2 separate regions of the Ovis aries genome follow, and region 1 is linked to region 2. A link is a contact called in public Hi-C data. All regions are on one chromosome and are shown on one strand. The core of a region is the stretch at or near the end of the contact, and the rest is flanking DNA. Distances in the headings are between cores, read along the strand shown.

Region 1 (7,174 bases), core at 1,527-4,026, 63 kb after region 2:
AGGAGGGTTTGTAATTCTTGAGCCCATTTATTGTTTCATTACCTGTGGACCCCTTGTCCATCCCACCACCCAGGGCAGAGGGGACACCGAGGGTGACCCCAAAGGAGAACTGAAAAGGAGAAATGACAGAAACGTGATATTAGAGCAGAGTGGGAATCTAGAAGCTTCCTTGTCATTCCAGAGCTCGGGAGGGGTGTGTTGGAGGCCAGACCCAGAGAAGGACTTCCCCTGTCAGGATGAGATGAGAGGCCCCCACTCCCGCACAGCCCCCAAACTGTCGTCCCCTATTCTCTCCTCACCTGATGGCATCTTCTCCCATGCAGAAAGGATGAGAGAGGCACAGCCCTGAGCTAGGGTCCAGGGATAGTGCTGGGACACGCATTGTAGGAGGGAAGACAGGGTGGAAACTTATTGAGAGCGCTTGGACCTCAGCTTTTAGTCACATGGTATCAGGAGAGGGGAATCTGGAGGGTGAACCCAAGAAAGCTTCCTGGAAGAAGGGGAAGGGAAGCAGCCTTGAAAAAAAAAAAAAGACCTCCTAGAGCTGGTTTTGCCTCTAGTCTCAAGCATCAAAAGCTTGCAGAGACCCCTGGAGGTACCCTGAGGACAGCAGAGCAGGCCCCTTTAGCCTGGTCCTCCCCAGCCTTACACCAGCTGCCTTCCTGTGTTGATCTCCCAATGTTCCCTGGCGGACGCCTTTTAAAAATCAAGCACCTGTCCTAGGACATTTCCAGCTTCTAACAGTCCACTTGCATCCACAGCTAAATTGTCCTTCCTTCCTCCTACCCAGATTCCCAGGAAAACTTCATGCATGAAACCATCCTTCCATCCTTCCTGGACCCCTGGGTGGGTCACCTTCCCACGTGGACTGAGCGTCTCTCTGGCTAGACTCTAAAGTTCATCTCACCCAGGCCCCCACCACCCTCATCACTTGCCCTGTGATGCGAGTGGGCTGAGCAGGGATAGGAGGAAATATCCCTCTTAACAGAAGGTCCCTGGTCAGTGAAGCTGCATAGGTGTGAGGCCAAGGACAGGGGCAGAAAGGGTGTGTCAGCCTAAGCCTATCCTGTCTCCACCCTTCATTCACAGAGCGTCTCCCATGCGCTGGGCACCCATCTTGACGGCTGCAGTGATGAGCACAATTTTTCTGTTGCTCACGGTGTGTGGGAGACTTTGATCAGAAAATTGCCATGATGGGAGACTTGCCTGGTGGTCCAGTGGTTAAGACTTTGCCTTCCAATGCAGTGGGTGTGGCTTTGATCCCGGACTGGGGAGCTAGGATCCCACATGCCTTATGGTCAAAAAAGCAGAATGTAAACAATAAAAGCAACATTGTAACAAATTCAATGAGGACCGTAAAAATGGTCCACGTTAAAAATCATGGTGATGGAGAGAAAGTATTCTGTGCCAGGAGAGAATGTGATGCGTGACAGAGGCTTCTGACAGTTGCGTGTCAGACTTCCGTAAAAGAAGTGACATTTAACGTGGCTCAGGACTTCCCTGGTGGTCCAGTAGTTAAGAATCCACCTTACAATGCAGGGGATGCTGGTTCGATCCCTGGTCGGAGAACTAAGATCCCACATGCCACAGAGAAACTAAGCCCATGCAGCTCAACCCCTGGCTCCTCTGGACGGGGAACTCTTGTGCCAGAACTATAGAGTCTGTGTGCTGGAATGAAAGGTCCTGCTTAACACAGCCAAATGAATAAATTAAAAGATAAAGAAGTGACATTCAAAAAAAAAAAAAAAAAGACATGTCCTACCAGTGAGGAGGGTCAAGATGTAGGGGTGGGGAAATCAGCATCATCATAAAATACTGAGTTTAAGATGGGCTCAAGGATGTTTGTCCAAGATGGGAAATAGCGCCAACATGTTGTAGGAACTAGAAACGAGAAGTGACCTTTAGGGACTTCCTTGGCCAGTCAGTGGCTACGACTCCCTCTCCCCAGTGCAGGGGGTCAGGGTTCAATCCCTGGTTGGGGACCTAAGATCTCACAGGCTGCACTGTGTGGCCAAGAATTTTTTAAAAGAAAAGTAATCTTTAAAAATTGTATCAAAATGTTTTAAAAAGATTTTTAAAGTGACATTCTAGGAATTCCTTGTAGGTCCAGTGGTTAGGACTGCCCTCTTATGGCCAAGGGCCCAGATTCAATCCCTGGTCACAAGGCAAGGCGCAGACAAAAAAAATAATTAATTTAAAAAGGTGTCAGTCCCTGACCTGGAAAAAGTGGTTGCTCTGCAGCCTCTAGCCATGTTGAACAGGGCCATAGTCACAGTGAGGACTGGCCCGGCCGGCATGGATGGAGTGCTCACAGCCCAGGGGGCTCGCACTTGCAGGGGCTCCCCAACCCTTAGCCTTTCCCATAAAACCCTTCCCTCCAGAGGTCTCCCCACAGAGGCCTAAGTTGCTCCTCAGGGAGTAAATCCTCCTGCAGGTCCTCTAACCAACAGGGGCCAGGCCTGGGTGACAAATGGGGAGTCCTGCTGTGGAGGGTACACACACACACGGCAACTTCCACTGGCCCAGGACGCTGCCAGTGTGCTCATCACAGGGAGCCAGTCCTGACCTCCACAAAGTCCAAACACCTTCCTCACCGCCAGACTCCAAGCCATGTCCCTGGTCTCCCCTTTCGGCCCTATTGATCCCAACCCTGTGAACCCAAAGAGCTGGTTAACCCTCCCTTTCCAGAGCTCATGATGGTCCACTGTGCAGGTCAGCAGAGGGAGCAGAAAAGAGGGCAGAGCCCAGGTCAGGGGTCAGAGCCAGGGGTTGGGCCAGAAGACAGAAAGCTTCAGAGCCGCAGTGGCTCCTGTGTGACTCCCCTCTACAGAAGGCCAGCCGCCTCCACCGGCCTCCAGGTGAGTGCCCTCCTGCGATGGATCGTCTCCGTTTTGGAGCTTGGTGAGTCCCTGAAGCCCTAAGGACCCCTGGGTCTGGCTCTCTGTTTCCCGATGCCAAGGTGGGAGGGAGGCGAGGCTGGGATCTCTTGCCAGGGCTGGGGGGGTTCCTTCAAGAGATGAGAAAGATGTAGGTTGGACAGATGTACCTGAAACGATGGAACAGGGAAGGGGGTTAAGGGGAGAGCTTGGACTTAAACCTCTGGAGTCAGAGTCCTCACACCCCTTCCCATCACCTCCAGCCCAGGAGTGCATGACTGCCTTATTCCTTGTACTCCTGAGCCAGGCTTGGATCCTAGAATTCACTACCTGGATGGGCTCTATGGAGACAGAAATACACCTTGGGCAGGAGGCCGTGGCTGTGCCTGGGTCCCCAACTGGGCCACGTGGAGACATTTCTGGGACCACCTCCCCATCTCGCTGAGGCACTGTGGAGCTCTGTGCTGGGTGGGAGCTGGGCTTCAGGGTAGACCCTGGTCCCAGGGTAGACCTCTGGGGCCGTCACCCCCAAAGTCCAAACTTAGAAGCCCCAAACTGGTGTGCACCCTGTGTCCGCAGCTGGAGGCACCACAGTGTTGGGTCCCTCCTACAACTACCTCTTGGTGGAACCTTCAGCACCTTCAGCACACAGACCAACGGCTTCTCCCTCCTCATCCCTGGCCTCGAGCCCCACCTGCTCCAGCTGCCCCATCCCGGCCATCTTCCTGTCTTCCGGGACTACATCCTGTGTGCTGGTGAGCAGGGGAGCCCTGGGTCTCAGGACCCCCAGTCCCTGCGGTCACCTCCTCCCTGCCCTCCTTAGCCTCTGGGGGTGCCTGGTCCCAGCTGCATCTCCCAGTGCCTTCCTCCCTCTTTTCAGGAGGACTCAGATGTCAGTCTTCAGGCCTCTAACTGCACTGAGAGGTGAAGGTCCATGTTTGGGACCTGAAATTCTGGCAGCCAGCCTTGTCCCCAGGCTGGTCCTTGACACTTGGGCCGACCGTGAACTCTGTCCCAGTTGATCCTGGGGGCCGGGAAGAGGAGTTGCAGCAGCCACCTCTCTGGCCTCTCTCCGCCCAAGCTGGGTCCCCAACCCCAGTGCAGCGAACCCCGAGGCTCACCCCTGCGCTGGTGGATGGCTGAGTGTGGCCTCTCTGCAGCGGCTCTCCCAGCTTTCCAAGCGCACAGGACACGCTATGGCGTCCCCAGCCACATGCACCTCCTCCTCAGCTAGGCAGCCCCCAGCCCGCAGTGGTTCTGTTGTAGGAAAGGGGACCCCTTCCAGGGCCCGAAACTGGGCTCTTGTCTAACACTCAGAAATGAATTGTCTGAGGAGACACATCTGCTGACAAAGCAAGAGATTTTATTGGGAAAGGGCACCCGGGTGGAGAGCAGGAGGGTAAGGGAACCCAGGAGAACAGCTCTGCCACATGGCTTACAGTCTCGGGTTTTATGGTGATGGGATTAGTTTCTGGGTTGTCCTTAGCCAATCATTCTGACTCAGAGCCCTTCCTGGTGGTGTACACCTTATTCAGCCAAGATGGATGCCAGAGAGAAGATTTTCTGGGAGGTGGTCGGACATGTGGTGTCTCCTTTTGACCTTTCCTGAACTCTTCCGGTTGGTGGTAGCTAATTAGTTCCGTGTTCCTCAGCAGGACCTCCTGTCATAAAACAACTCATGCAAATAGTTACTATGGTGCCTGGCCAGGGTGGGTGGTTTCAGTCAGTGTGCTTCCCCTAACAGTTCCCTCGGTGGATGTCATGGGGACTGAAATTAAAGGTGGAAACCACCTGTGCTGTTTGTGCTTGGCTGGAATATCGACACGCCTGGCTGCACCTCCCAGTGGCCTAGACACTGTCGAAGACCCACAGACACACCAGGATCCGCTGGCCACACTAGAGATCACAGAGTCCCTAAAGCACCTGGGGGTGGGCCTTGGTGTCACGCCCCCAACTCCTCCCGCTGACTCCAGTGTGCTCTGCGAAGTGAAGGTTCCTTTTGGGGGCCTGAAATCCTGGCTGCCCTATCACAACAATAGCAGCCCTGGACTCTGTCCTGATTGACCTGCTGTGCTGGTGGGTTTGATGCTGAGAAAGATTGAGGGCGGGAAGAGAAGGAGTCGACAGAGGATGAGACGGTTGGATGGCATCACTGACTGGATGGACAGGACGAGTCTGAGCAAGCTCCGGGAGCTGGTGATGGACAGGGAGGCCTGATGTGCTGCAGTCTATGGGGTCACGAAGGGTCGGACACGACTCAGCGGCCGAACGGAACTGGCTGGTGGGTTTGTGCGCAGCATGGATATCCGCGTGCCTGGCTGCACCCCACAGTGGCCTAGACACTCCCGGAGACCTGCAAACAGAAATGGGGCGAGAGCCCAGGATCTGCTAGCCATTCTGGAGATCACATGGTCTCGGCTGAGACCCAGTCTGTGGGCTCTCTGGCTTCTTCTGTGACCCCTCCCCCACAAGATTCCTAATGCACCTGGAGGGGAACCTGGGTGTCAGGCCCTAACCCACCGCTCAGCCTCGCCCAGTGATCACACAAACCCACCCACTGGAGAAGTTTCAAGATCAGTTGTCAGGAGCCTGGAGACCTGTGGAGCTCCAGATTCAAAGGTCTCCACTTGCACAGTCTCCTGTGAGCAATCGCAGAAGGCCTCAGGGACTTAGCCACTCAGACTGGAAAGGTTACCCAAGCTCCTATCAAAGCCTCCATCCTTTGTCCCCCTGGTCCAGGAGCCCTGCTGGCAGAAGGGCTGCACCTGAAAGTCTCCACCGCCCTGATGCCTTCCCGCAGCCAGAAAACCCTGCAGAAACTGGCTGGAAGTAGTGAGCACCTGCCAATACATGCTCACTTTCCTCTTCATGGGTGAGCAGGGCAGTGCCCAGGGTACACTAGGGAAAAGGGGAGCCTAAGAATGGGGAGGGGAAGGAGAGCCGCACCTGTGTGGAGGCCCAAGACAAAGGGAGGGGGAGAGGTCCAGCTGGGAGATGGGTGGCGTTCTCACTGGTGAGAGTGGAGGGGAGAGAAGTCATTGTGGTTTTAAAAGCTAATTGATTTTTCTTTCTCATTTGTACCCAGGCCCTTTCTTTTCCTTTCTTGCCTTCTTCCTCCTCTTTACCTCCCTCTGGTGGCTCTCTGTTCTCTACTCCGTATGGTTATTCCTGGACCGGGACACACGCCGCCAAGGTGAGCGCTTAAACAAGGGTGCGGGGAGAAGAGGTGATAAAGGGTGTCTCCAGGAATTCCTCCACCCCGCCCTTATCGCTCTGCCCCAGACGGAAGGCGTTTTGAGTGGATGAGGAACCGGACAGTTTGGAAACACTTAAGGGATTATTTTCCCATTAAGGTAACAGGTCACCCTCCACCTTCTGCTTCTTCTCTGTCCCTTATCTGCCCCTCCCCAGGCTGAGTCTGAGCCCTGGCTGCCTAAGTTCAGGCAACAGGTCAGGCAATGGGATGGTGATCCAGAGGGCAGCCCTTGTGCCCTTGACACCCTAGTAGGACCTTGAACTCTCACGTCTGTTGGTGGGAAGAGAGGTCTTTTCAGCTGGTATCTTGCCTTCTCTGCTTTCTTCCCCTCATTCTGCCCACCCCCCTCCCACAGTTGGTGAAAATGGCAGAGCTGCCCCCAGACCACAATTAGCTGCTGGTCACTCACCCACATGTGCTTTGGACACTTCTGTAACTTCGCGACTGAGAGCGCGGCAGGCTTCAGCCCTAGACCACCGGGCTGAACAACCTCTTCTACCTTCCAGTCTATCGAGACTACTTTTTGTCATATGGTAAGTCTTGTCCCTGGTGGCTCAGACAGTAAAGCGTCTGCCTATGATGTGGGAGACCTGGGTTCAATCCCTTGGTCTGGAAGATCTCCTGGAGAAGGAAATGGCAACCCACTCCAGTATTCTTACCTGGGAATCCCATGGACAGAGGAACCTGATGGGCTACAGTCCATGGGGTCGCAAGAGTCAGACACGACTGACCGACTTCACTTTTCTTTCAAGTCTTGACCTGAGGCGAAGGAGGGGTCCCCCCACTCCTGCCAGAGTGGCCCACCACCCAGCCCCGGGACCTGACTTGAACATTGGCCAGGCTTACAGTGGGAGTCAGTGACTGGTCTGGGAGCGAGCATTCCACATCCTTGCTGGGAGAGGTGCTGTGGGGCACACGGACAGAGGCACGGGGATATGGAGCTTGGAAGGAAAGAGGTGGAGAGCTCATACTTCCTGTGCTAAAGGGCAGAGTGAGGGATTAGGGAGCCAAGTAGCGGGTACTGACTGTCCCTGCACCCCGT
Region 2 (7,159 bases), core at 3,060-5,559:
TGCCCAGAAGAGTCTGCAAAAGCCAATCCCCTTCTCCCCTTCAGTCCTCTTTTTTCCTGTTTCACCAGGGGCCTCTCACTCTCCTGGAAGCCTCTGGAAACATTACCCAAGGAACAGTGGTGCTAAAAGACCCTTTCTCTCCCAGTGCTGATGGAAAGACAGTGGCATCAGGAGCGAGACAGACCTAGACCGGCTGTGCCTCTTGCTAGCTGTACACTCATCTGTTTTCTTTACAAAGTAAGGATCATGGGTGCCACACAGGCAGGGGGCTGAGAAAGCTCATGCTGACCTGTCGTGTGGGCGGCAGTCATTAGATCAGAGTTCTTCCTCCCTGCCTCCCCAGCCCTCTCTCCAAAGCCCTGTCTGAAACCCAGGACACAGACACCCCTGCAGTCTCGAAGGTGCTCCTGTTTTCCTCATTCCCCTCTTTCCCTGGGTAGCCCAAGCCCCTTGTGACTGACACTTCCTTCTCCCCTGTCCTTGATCCCAGCACAAACAATGTGCCAACTACAGAGTTGAGGAGATGCTCAAAAGATTGTTGGATGGATGGATGAATGGTCCAGTCATAGCAGTATCCCTGAGGCATATTCGTGAGTTGTCAAAGGTAATGGTGGTCACCGGCCTCTGCATGGGCAGGTGGCCTCCTGTCCCCTGGGCAACACCAAAGTCAGGTGGGCACATGGCAGACACAAGGACAGGACTTGCCTGCCTGCCGGAAGAGGCAGGAGGTGGGACCGTGAAGAAATGTGGACATGGAGGCCCTGTGGAAAAGTGTACTGCTGAGAGCTCGGGAGCCCCTGTGCTTGTCTCCTGCAAGGCCCCAGGTCCCTCAAGCGCAAGTGGATCCCAGGGGCGGCAGGTGCATGACCTTGTCACCGAACCGGACTCCCCCACAGGGTGTTTGCGTTCCTTCCAGCCCAAGCCTGTCGGCATTACAGGTGCTGAAAGTCCAAGTTCCAACAAAATCGTTATCTAAATTGGCCCTTTCACCGTGTTTTTCTCTTCCATGTCCATTTTATACGACTTGTGCTCTGAGGTCTTTCTGACTGTCCTCCCAGGGGCCCCGCCTGGCTCCCAGTTTCCCGAGGCCAGAGGACTCCCAAGAGTCCCCCTCAATCACAATGAGCATCTGCCCTCTCTCCAGCCCGAACCCTCAGGTGATGAATGAGGGCTGATTTCTCCTGAAAGGATCATCACCCCCGATTCAGCACCTGTGAAAGACAGCTCCAGAATGGCTCAGCCAAGTTGTGCTTTCTCAAAGCGCCACTGCGCTAATGAAGATGCAGATTTTTCGGTGTGTTGGGCTCCAGGCTGAGCTCTTTGTTAACTGTCCGAGTCCGGTGCCCCCGACCCTCCCCCATGAGTTCTCTGATAGCTGCTGCCTCGCTCGGAGGATTTTCCTGCATTGATGCCATTCATGGGGGAATCTCTCTAGTAAGAATTATGAGATGAATGGAAATTTCCCCGTATTCAGAATGTTCAAAGATTTCCTCTGCCGTATGAATTCTTTGATCTTCTGCCAGAATAGGATGCAAGTGTTTGGCCACGTGTGTTGTGCCAGGCTTAGAGTCTGTGGCGCCCCAGAGTGCTACCCTCCATGTAAAGGCTCCAGATCCTGGCCTCTGAGGAGCGGCGGTCCCCCCAGGACAGCCCTCACCATGCTGCTCTGGCAGAATGGCTGGGCATAGCGTGCCCGTGGCCCTGGCCTCACGCTGTGATGTCGCCATCAGAACGAAGAGTATCACAGGCAGCCCTGTTCAGGCAAGCCAAGCTCCGAGGCTCTGTGCCTGCACGAACGCTTGAGCTCTGGCTGTTGGGGTTTCAGCAGCCAGAAGAGGCACTGCCGGTTGGACCCTGTTTCCCAAGGGGCAATAAAGGCACCGTGTTTGGAGCACTCAACGGTCCTGGCTCACGAGAAGCTCCGCCAGGAGTGCTTCCCACCCGCCAGACATGGCCCAAAGCCCACCTCTTCCCTGAAGGCTTCATGGGACCCTGCGGGCCTGCAGTTGGGCTCCCAGCCTGCCCTCTGCTCACTGGGTCCACTGCCCCTGAGCCCCATCTCGCACCCGCAAATCCCTGGTCCTTCCTGACCTTCTCATGCATTTTTCTCCTCCGACAGATGTAAAACTCTTTGAGGAAGAACCACCCCATGTCCCTTGGACTCACAGCACCTCTGAGCATCGAGGGACTCGGGATGACATGGGGATCGGTGACTGTATACAGCTGTGGATGCAGACAGATGGATTTGTGACTCAGGGTCATCACGCATGGAGGCACGCTTACCCCTGCCTGAAGACATGACCTGCCTTCTCGGGGATGGTTGTCGGCCATTCTCTTCCGGGTCACACAGGAAGAAGGTGATCTCATCTTTATTGCCACCTCTTCCCCCACCCCGACCTGAAAGCTGGATTAGCCCTGATGTCCATAAGGTGGCAGAGGCCCTTGGCTCTGCCTGGGAGGCATTGCTGGCTATCATGTGTTGCGCTAACCTTGGGAGTGACCTTGATTGGGGAGGCAGGGAACAAGCAAGAAATTAGTATGTTGGAGAGCTGGCCAGTGTCCCGGTTAAGGATGGCTGGCTCAGGTTCCACCCCCAAGATGAACTTGGAGCTCTTTGAGAGCAAGACCTATGTCTGAAGCATCTCTGTATTCATAGTGCCTCGATTAACACCTGGCATGTAGCAGGTGTTCGTCTGACACTGGGCGCTCCTGTAGTTGCCAGCAACCAAAGTTACCAGCAAGGAGGTAACAGGCAAACAGATGTTAATGGCTGTGCTGGAAAGTCCCACCTGTGCTGGCCGCCACAAATGCATCATCCTTTGCTATACAGCAGAGTTCTGGGTCCTGAGCACAAAATGCAGGAACAGCTCTTGTCTTTTGTTAACTGCAAAATATCTTATCTCCCCTACCAAAAAAAAAAAAAGGACAGACTCTATGTATATATCCATGAATTTATATAGCCATGGCGTGCTCTTCTAAATGTCTTTAAAACCTATTAAGTTAGAAATGTTGGAGGTGGGGATGATAAGAGCTAGTCCCTAGATCTGGCATTGCCCATCAGAACTGCATTTCCTAGAAAGCCAAGGCTGCTTCTGAACAGCTGAACCTTGAACCCAGTAAAGCCTTGAACCCGGTGAAAGGATGAGTAGATCGTTGAGCGTTGAGGAGAAAAAGGGAGGGTCCTTGCCAGCCGCCTCTTTGCCTGCTTACCACAGGCTTATGAGCTCACATGGCGGTCTCTGGGCAGGAGGACAGCTGGTCACTGGGTTTCTGTGCTCCTGGGAGTTTAGAGCTGGAACGTCACTTACAGTGGATCTCCAGATTCCCTCTCAGATCACTCCTCGAAGGGTCTATCCCAGGAACAAATCGAGTAGGAAGTGATAGAAACAGGCAGAGGAGTTTGAAATGGCTAAACCAGGGAAGGCTTTTAGGGCAGAGGGGATTGGAGGGACAGGGACTGTAAGCTCAGCGAGGTTAGAGACTCTTTAACTCCTGGGAGGCTGGGTGAAGGCTGTTCCAGAGGCCTCTAGGAAATCGCTCAAGAAACTAGAAGGAAAGCTGTCAAGTGCTTCATGGGGTGCAAAGTCACCCCCAGCCCCACTCACCACCGTGGGGGGCTCCAGTGGAGCTCCTCATCAGAACTGCCACGCCACGCCAGCTCTTCCAATGGGCGCCGGCCAGCGGGCTCTCACCTGGGGCTCAGCCCCACCTGAGCGTGTGATATGCTCTGATGACCAGTCACTCACATGCGTTTAGTGCCTCACGCACAGGGTCTCATTTAATCCTCCCAACAACGCTTGAAATGGGGTGTTTCTATCCTCACGTTACAAATGAAGAAACTAAGGCCTGGAGAGGTGCAGTGACTTGCCCAAAGTCATGCAACTAAGTAGAGCAGCGAGGCTTAGAATCCAGGTCTTGCATGTTCTCATTTTCGCGCTGTGGGATTTTTCATTCCCTTTGCTGGAATCACCAGTCTGTTTTCTGTCCCCGTTTCATGGTATCATGTTGAGTTAGTCCCGCTTCTCCAGTCTCTTCTGTGGCCTGCCAAAGCCACAAAATGGTTTCTAAGTTCCAAGTCCAGTGGGTACCCGATGCTGCCAGGCCCTATTAAAGCCATGTTCGTGAGAAAGCCCGGCTTCCTACTAGCAGTCCCTGGAATTTCTCCTGTGGGAATTCGGGGGATATTCCGAGTCAGGGCAGACTCAAGAAACTGATTATGCTCTTTATTCTGTAAGTCAATTAACAGGCCCTCAGAGCGAGTGACTGAAGAGCTGGATCCGGCGGGGCAGGGCCAGCTGCAGCCACAGGTCAAGGGCCTTGGTTCATCTGCCAGCCAGATTCCTCTCTTCTCCACTTGGCATCCACTGAAACGGGACTGAAGTGTGCAAAATGGCCTTTTCCCTCCTGTGTCCACCTGGCGTGTCTCTAGTAGACTGGCCTAATTTCCTTATCTTGTGGCCCTGGGCTCCAGGAGCCACCTTCCACACCCTCTGTCCTGCCCCACCCCCATACCCCTCCCCCTCATTCAGCCCAGGTGGCTGTGTTGTATCACACGACTCTGCCTCTGTCCTCCTCGCACCACACACACACACACACACACACACACACACACACACACACACACACTCACACACTCATGCAGGTCAGTGATCCAGGATCTGTGTACACTGGCCAACAACTTTTGAAGTCCCCTGGCTCAGGGAATATTTGGAAAGCCAGTCGGGCCAGGCAGATTCCTCTTTTAGGAAATTTGAACCTGCAAATCAGACTGCATGGGCAGTGTGTGACAGGAGGTCGTGAGGGCAAGTAGGGCCAGGTGCTGGCCGGAAGTACGCTGACGTGGACGCTTGGAAATTGAAGAAAGGCAAAACAACACTTATCGTTGGGGGATTAATGAGCCTCTTTGGGAAGAAGGTAAAGGATGTCGAGATTAGAGGCAGAACTCCAGGAAAGGCAGAGAGAAGAGCCAGCCCTGGCGCCTCCCCAGGGCTCGCCAGGCCTGCCTCGCCCGTGTGTCACTGCGGCAGGCTCCTTACTTCGTCCCTCTGCTGTCTGTCGGCTCTGAATTGGGCATGCGACAGTTCTGCCTGCATAACTTATGGGGAAATGGCTGGGGGACCTTCTGGGAAGATTTTGCTTTCTGATTAAAGGAGAATGAAGAGGCCCATTTCTTCCTCCTGCTTTGAACAAGGATGTTTGAGATGTGATACTTGGAGCTGTGGCAGCCATTTTGAGACCAGGTGGCAACAAAACCAAGGGAGAAAGCCAGCATACCAAGGTTGGGCGAGTAGACAGACAGACAAAGCCTAGGTCCTCGATGATACCGTTGAGCCACCATACATATCCTGGAACCACCTACTTCCAGTCTCACTGATCTTTAAATTGAACTGTCTTTATTTCTGCTATTTGCAGCCTAAGGCATTCTTAGCCAGCCAATACAGCACTCCTCCACGGATGCAGCTTGGTACAGCTCCAAATGGAATATCAGCCCAATTTAGACACTGGAGACCTTAATTGTATGGTAGGAAGTACAGGTCAAGATTGGTCATAGCCCACATAGGGAAGCAGCTTGAGCACTTGGTTCCGATTCCTGGAGCCTACAGGGCACTGATGAGGAAAGAAAGATTCAGGACAGTTCCAGATGCATGAGCCTGGGCGTCTAAACTGGGGCTCCATGAGGAGCTTTAGAACAAATCAGTGTGGAATGGGTGGGGGCTAGGTGTTAGTCCCTGGATGCAGAGCCTGAGCATGGGCCAGAAGGCTGTGGCACAAGGAGAAGCAAGTTGGAGTCGGCCAATGGTGAGCTAGGTTGGATGAATTCTGGAGGAAGCCAGTGTCACACAGCAGGGTTTTATGAGCCCCATACACTAGATGAAGGAAACGTATGGCAGCTAGAACTTAACTGATGGGAAACTAGGCTTTTTAGTTACTCTCCAGCCAGCCTAAGTGACAGTTCATATCCTTCGGGGAACAGGGTGCCCTGACCTGAGGCCACTTCCCGCTTTCTCCATGCTTTGTCCCTTTACCCCCTGGCCCTTCTCTCTTTACCTTTCCTTCCCACTTCTCTAAGCAAAGCCAGGAGCCAGAAACACACAGGACCTGAATCTCTTCTTCCTCAACTGGGGAATGGATATAGTGGCAAGCAAGGATGTCTCCTAGAAGACTTAGAACCCCAGGCTAGGGATAAGGAGTTCGGTTGGGAGGTGAAAATGCAGTCGGTGGATAGGACAAGATGAAGCTTTCTTCTGATCCAATTTTCATCACATAATGTGGTTTTTGTGTTACTTCAACAGAAGAAAATGTGCCTGACCCTTGCTTCATGAAAAGAGGAATTGAACTTAGGAACTCTGGCCCTTCCTCTTTAAATGTCTCGTTTTAAATATAAAACAAAGTGAAACTGGTATCCTTCTCATGTAGCTGTCAGATGCATTCAAAACTGGAGAAAACTTGCCCCCCGCTTTTCCCAACTCAAAATAGTCTTCAACAGTAAAGAGACGTGGCCCATAGAAGTTCCGCAAGCTAATGGAGGCCGAAGACGAATGTGTTGCAATTAGGGTAGAATTTGCAACCTCCAGATCCTGCCAGTAAGCCTCGCCCCCTCAACACAGTCCTTTCACACCCTCCACAATTTATGGAGTCCTGCGCTTGAAGGTTCAGACTAGGCTGACTCTGTTTGCCTGTTGTATTACTTCATTCATTCAGCAAAATTGGACTGAATACCTACCGGGAATAGAAGTTAAGCTTATAAAAGCAAGTTTGTAAGCTTATCTTCCTAAGTCATTAGAGATAAATATATATATATATTCTATGAGACAGAGAAAGAAATGGAAATCTTGGTTGCAGTGGAAGAAGCAATAAAGTTTAAGCCCCTACTTAAATGCAATTCATGCTTTAATTGACAATAAACCCTGAACCCCCTCCCCTCCTCAAAGTTACCCCATATATCACTGAAGATTCTCTGAAATCCAGTAAGGAAAACAACTGAATGGTGTTCCTCCTTCTCTACAATCAAGGCTTTTCTCCAGAATGAATTAGCCTGATTACTGGCTAAAAGCTCTCCCACAATCTTTCCAATGAGAGTGTTTCTTTCCTGTAAATTCTCCAAAGATGATGCTCCACGTTGGTTCCACTCACAGGCTGCTCTCCAGTGTGAATGAGT

Evidence for each region. Hi-C and Micro-C count contacts between places; a contact is called where the count stands out from the background.
Region 1: a Hi-C map of liver shows a contact between it and region 2, with 2.0 times the contacts expected there. The contact joins the promoter of LOC101117229 here to the enhancer-like site in region 2. A contact is called at or near these places in 4 of 16 Hi-C or Micro-C datasets (hypothalamus, liver and tail adipose tissue).

What each region holds. Positions count from the first base shown.
Region 1 is chr24:35,924,584-35,931,757 of ARS-UI_Ramb_v3.0, forward strand. It overlaps LOC101117229 (2-acylglycerol O-acyltransferase 3), which reads left to right and starts at 2,777. Exons shown (of 13, transcript XM_027961520.3): 1 at 2,777-3,631; 2 at 3,757-5,748; 3 at 5,962-6,665. PLOD3 (procollagen-lysine,2-oxoglutarate 5-dioxygenase 3) reads left to right here. Exons shown (of 19, transcript XM_042240578.2): 19 at 1-21. It also overlaps the pseudogene LOC101118847.
Region 2 is chr24:35,860,357-35,867,515 of ARS-UI_Ramb_v3.0, forward strand. It overlaps LOC121817817 (a long non-coding RNA gene), which reads left to right. Exons shown (of 4, transcript XR_006057866.1): 3 at 69-237; 4 at 2,120-7,159. Among named protein-coding and RNA genes, the nearest start is that of IFT22, 16 kb to the left of the region's middle. Within about 2 kb of position 4,310, at least 2 of the 54 cell types and tissues checked have an H3K27ac peak or open chromatin away from gene starts, as enhancers often do. A contact at or near this core is called in liver, where this site is marked.